2 separate regions of the Danio rerio genome follow, and region 1 is linked to region 2. A link is a contact called in public Micro-C data. All regions are on one chromosome and are shown on one strand. Each heading gives the region's core, a stretch centred on a gene start, on an enhancer-like site or on the middle of the called end of the contact. The rest is flanking DNA. Distances are from core to core; before and after follow the strand shown. Region 1 overlaps fasn (fatty acid synthase). Region 2 overlaps ccdc57 (coiled-coil domain containing 57).

Region 1 (2,850 bases), core at 58-2,557, 41 kb before region 2:
AAACCCCTTCACATTTTTTTTCTTTTTTTAAATATTTTCTAAATGATGTTTAACAGAGCAAGAAAACAGTATGTCTGATAATTTGTTTATGCCCCATCTGTTTTTAATAATAAAAAAAAAAACATTTTAAGGTCAAAATGATTAGCCCCTTTAAGCTATATTTTTTCAATAGTCTACAGAACAAACCATCGTTATACAATAACTTGCCTAATTACGCTAACCTGCCTAGTTAACCTAATTAACCTAGTTAAACCTTTAAATGTCACTTTAAGCTGTAAAGAAGTGTCTTGAAAATTATCTAGTCAAATATTATTTACTGTCATCATGGCAAAGATAAAATAAATCAGTTATTAGAAATGAGTTATTAAAACTATTCTGTTTAGAAATTTGTTAAAAATCTTCTCTCCTTTAAACAGAAATTGGGGAAAAATAAACAGGGGAGCTAATAATTCTGATTCAAAAACTGTATTATATGATAGATTTGCTTGGTTTACCAAAAAAGTGGATCTAATTGGATTTACATTGTAAACATTTAAATAAAGGTTCAAAATTAGTTATTTTTATTTTTAGTTATTATACTCCCAAAATCATTCTGGATCAATCCACAGATTCTTAACAAAACTCTAAGCAGAAATAGCAAAAAAATGTCTGCAGATTCTGTCTTTCCCTACACATGACTGATTTTAACAATAAGTTGTTGCAAGGTCTTCTGTAAATCATGCTAAGAAAATGTTCGCTAGTCATTTTTGGATTGGGGGGGAAAAGGAAAGCTTCATTTTCTAAAAATTCAAATGCTTTTCAATTTAATTAAATAATAATTTTGATATATTCTGTTAAAAAGGTAATTATTTTCTACAATTTAAATTGTTTTTGTGGAAAATAAATTTTTAATGCAGTTACACAACAATTTCTTCAACACACTTATCTCTACCTGAGACCACACTTATTAAAGAACGACAATATGTATTGAAGACAAATAAAATGCAAAACCTTGAATTAAATGGTTACCTGCAGCAAGGCATGCGGGGCGATTTCTACAACCACAGCATTATCCGGCACATGATTCAGTCCCTCCTGGAAGAGCACAGGGCTGACCAGGTTATTGACGTGGTACTCGGCTGAAGAATAGAGGGCCAGTGGGCTCTCCCAGTCTGACTGCGGGATAGATGTGCTGATCCAGCGAGCTGTGCGGGGCCTTGGGCTCTTTATTACCTACAATAACACACAGGAGGTCAGTGTTGATTTGTGCTGATGAGCTGAGATGTTAATGTCCACCAGAGGGAGCTGCAGAATCAGCGTTCACCTTCTGTAGTGCAGACAGGAGAGCTGGAGCGATGGAGGCCATGTAATACGAGTGGAAAGCCACACCGGCACTGCGCACTTCTTTGGCAAACACACCGCTCTCTTTTAACTGGGCGACAAACTTGCTGACAGAGTCCTGGAAAAATCAAACACTAACAGTAAGGTAACAGTACATCTACTCTCATTCCATATGGGGGTCGAAAACAATTTGGTGCCTGCATCAACACTGACATTTATTAAAGTGACTTTTCATAAAATGAGAAATATATTTAATGCAATATTGTATTGCAAAATAGTATTAAATTCAAGTTAAATCACATAATGTCATTCAGTATGACATATATTTATGAAAAATTAAACATCATGCTTATTTGGACTTCTGCTCATACCTAAATTTACTATGTTTAAATTGGAACAAAACACTTTTTTTGCTGACAAATGGTTAAAAAAAAAATATTTTAAGATGGTGGCTAGGTGTAAGATTTAAATGTGATTTAATTTGAATTTTGCGATCCACCAAGTCATTAATATGACAAATATTCTTGCTCTAAAACATGCCTGACAAGATATATAAACCATTGTTTCAATAAGTGTGTGTCTTCTATAAATCATGCTCACAAAATGTCATTTTTGGATCAAGGAAAAAAATGAAAGCTGATTGAAATCCTTTTCAATTTAATAAAATAATAATTTTGATATGCTCTATTAAAAAGGCAATCTGTTTATACAATTAAAATTGAACTTAAAACTAAATTGTCCATAAAAACAGTTGTTTTTGTCTCGTTTCTAGTCCAAATATCTAAAAATCTTAAATCAAGAAGCATTTTAGACAAGTAAAAAATGTTATCATCTTTTCAGAAATAATTAGTCAAAATAAGTGTTTTTTTAAAAATAACCTGCCAATAGGGTTTAGTTTAGTTTATTTAAAATTTGACTACCCCACTGACGAAAGGTTCACTGACAAAAGTTCAGTATTTGTCCCATACATGAGCTCATTTGTCATATTTTGACTGTTATGCCATCATCAGTTATCAAAAATAACCCATCAAAAAAGGCTTTAAGACATAACGGATTTGATGCAAGAAAAGTCAACTTTCACCATATTATTGTTAAAGAGAAAACATTTTATAAGTAACTTTTATTCTAAATCTTTGACCTCATTCTTGAAAGAAAACAGATTATTAATAAAAGTTGTGACGCACCAAAAGCAGCCCATATTAACACTTATTAGACTATTTTTGTTTTCCATGAGTTTTCAAATGTACTTTTTTTTACAAGAGAAGCTAGAAAAAATGTGAAGCTCTACATTACTATTATTATTATTATTATTATTATAATGGTTTACTTTTTTATTATTCAAATGGCCAAATTCTGAGACTGAGGAATGTTGGATGTGTTGGCAAGTTTGTTATTTGCCTAATAAATTACAATAGGCCACAGTTTTAATTTAAAACTTTAACAGATTGCTATTTTTCCCTCTAGTGATATGTCATAAAGTAGCCTAAAAATAAGTAGCCTCTTCATTTTTCTTTAATCTAAATCTTAAGA
Region 2 (2,700 bases), core at 25-2,524:
GGGCATCCGCTGTGTAAAACATTCAAAGAAGTTTAATGAATGAATGAATGAATGTGCTAATTTAAGAGAAACTTAGTTGTGTTTAAAATAAAACACGCAGGACGGACACGTTTGCGTATTATTAAGTGTATTTGTCTGTTTAAACACACCCGAATCCTAAAGTGTCCTGCACGCTCGCTCCTCTTTAAATGGCGTGTATAGAAGCTGATTGGGCATCAGTTTATCATACGTAGCATGTCCATCAGTCCGCGCTTATACATGCATTCGCTGATTCAGTGGTTACATATAAATGGCGATGATCATTCATATGGTCATTTAATGAAACAAAAGTGAATGCAGACATTTACATTTTTATATTAATTTTATCATGCTTTCAAGATTAAAAATCTATGAGAAATATGGGAAAGTACTTCATGATAGGATGATAGCAAGATAGACCAGTAAAATACAAGAGAATCCTGGCAAAAACGGGAGGGTTGACATGCATGAAGTGAAGAGAAAGTGTTTGTGCAAAACAGTTTTGCGTGGAAACGCAAAACATCTTTGTGAGGGAACGCAAAAACTTTAAAAATATACTTTCTTATTACTGCTTTTTTTTCTCCCACCCAGTTTTTTTTTCTTCAACCCATTTTTCCCCCACCATCACGTCCCTTCCGGGTCTCCGTAAAGTTTTAAGGAGAAAGTAACGGTATCAATCTCCCAAATTTCTATAGCAATTTCTTTTCATTCTTCTAAAATGGGTGATTAGATTGAAGCAATGATGTGTAATAGCCTTTTTGTTTTACTTTAATAAATACAAGTATTTTTTGTTTAGCCTCTTTAGCTCAGAATTTCTCTTTAAAATACTAATCCTACCAATAATTTCTCAATAAGTACTGAATCTTTAGCACACCTCAAAACTAATCAAATTCAAAATATGCATTACATTTGTGATGTATAAATTTCACTTGCAGCATTAATGAAGTATCGTATAGGGGAACAGTTCCTGAAAAAGGGGAATATATGTCATAAATAAGCTTTCCTCAGGTCTGATTTTACCTGCAGTGCTAGGCTCTAGATTTGTGGCCGGTCTTGGAGCTGCAAGCCTCTGTTTGCTCAGGATCTCCATCTCTTTCCTCATTTCAGCCACCACTGCTTTTAGAGTGTTGTTCTGCTGCTGGAGTCTCCTGATCTCCTCTGATGGAAAACTGCTGCCATCTATTACAGATGTCTGTTAAAATGATGGTATTGTATGAGATAAATCAGCTGCCACTAGGTGGAGGTAAAAGATTGTGGCATGATAACCCACTTTTAAAGATCTGAATTTGCAATCAGTCAACAAGATATAGCAGGACTGAACACAATCATATGAGTGCTTAAAAAACATGGCATTACTTTACAGTCAGGCTATGGTCACTGGACAAAATGCCAGCTGGCAATTTAAAGTGCTGATTCACAAGACTAGTCATGCTGTGCCGAATATATGGATGCAGCCTTTCCTTGCACGAAATGTCCAGGGAGATTGTGAACTTTCTAAGTAACATTATGTTTGTGGCCAAGCATCTTCTGCTGGAAAGCTATTTATAGTCTCTTAAAGGAACACTACACTCTTTTCAAATATAGGTGCATTTATAGGTAAAGGCACTCTTCAGTTAAATTGTATAGTTTTAACATTTTTTTTTAATCTATTCGGGTTCATTACTGGGTCTGGTGGGAGCACTTTTAGCTTAGCTTAGCATACACTCAGGTCACTTTATTAGGTACACCTTACTAGAACATGGTTGGACCCTTTTTGCTTTCAGAACCAAATCTTAAATCTTAATCAGTCTTAATCCTTTGTGGCATAGATTCAACAAGGTACTGGAAATATTCCTCAGAGATTTTGGTCCATATTGACATGATAGCATCATGCAGTTGCTGCAGATTTGTCGGCTGTACATCCATGATGCGAATCTCCTGTTCCATCACATCCCAAATATGCTCTATTGGATAGGGTTCTGGTGACTGTGGAGGCCGTTTGAGTACAGTGAACTCATTGTCATGTTCAAGAAACCAGTCTGAGATGATTCTTGTATTGTCCAATTGTGGTGAGCCTGTACAAAACGTAACCTCAGTTTCCATTTCTTAGCTGACAGGAGTGGCACCCGGTGTGGTCATCTGCAGCTGTAGCCCATCCGCCTCAAGGTTGGACGTGTTGTGTGTTCAGAGATGCTCTTCTGCAGATCTCGGTTGTAATAAGTGGTTATCTGAGTTACTGTTGCCTTTCTATCAGCTCTGACCATTCTCCTCTACTCTCTGGCATCAACAGGGCATTTGCTTCCACAGAACTGCCGCTAACTGGATATTTTCTCTTTTCTGACCATTCTCTGTAAACCCTAGAGATAGTTGTGCATGAAAATCCCAGTTGATCAGCAGTTTCTGAAATACCCAAACCAGCTAATCTAGCACCAACAACCATGCCACATTTAAAGTTACTTAAATAATCTTCTTTCCCCATTCTGATGCTCGATTTAAATTGCAGCAGATCATCTTGATCATGTCTACATAGCTAAATGCATTGAGTTTCTGTCATGAGATTGGCTGATTAGAAATTTGCGTTAACAAGCAGTTGCACAGGTGTACCTAATAAAGTGGCGGTAAATGTTTATGGAATCGGATAAGACCATTAGCATCTGGCTCAAAAAAATTACAACAGTTACTTGAATGAGAGTAGTTCTTAGC

What was found. Hi-C and Micro-C count contacts between places; a contact is called where the count stands out from the background.
Region 1: a contact with region 2 is called in a Micro-C map of caudal fin, with 19 times the contacts expected there. The contact joins two enhancer-like sites. A contact is called at or near these places in 3 of 18 Hi-C or Micro-C datasets (caudal fin and embryo) and 2 of 4 datasets of contacts at active chromatin or transcription factors (caudal fin and gastrula embryo).

What each region holds. Positions count from the first base shown.
Region 1 is chr12:35,328,613-35,331,462 of GRCz12tu, reverse strand. It overlaps fasn (fatty acid synthase), which reads right to left. Exons shown (of 43, transcript XM_073918612.1): 13 at 1,304-1,438; 14 at 1,009-1,212. Among named protein-coding and RNA genes, the nearest start is that of fasn, 24 kb to the right of the region's middle. Within about 2 kb of position 1,307, at least 5 of the 62 cell types and tissues checked have an H3K27ac peak or open chromatin away from gene starts, as enhancers often do. A contact at or near this core is called in caudal fin, where this site is marked.
Region 2 is chr12:35,287,270-35,289,969 of GRCz12tu, reverse strand. ccdc57 (coiled-coil domain containing 57) reads right to left here. Exons shown (of 19, transcript NM_001201562.2): 11 at 1,039-1,210. Among named protein-coding and RNA genes, the nearest start is that of ccdc57, 17 kb to the right of the region's middle. Within about 2 kb of position 1,274, at least 3 of the 62 cell types and tissues checked have an H3K27ac peak or open chromatin away from gene starts, as enhancers often do. A contact at or near this core is called in caudal fin, where this site is marked.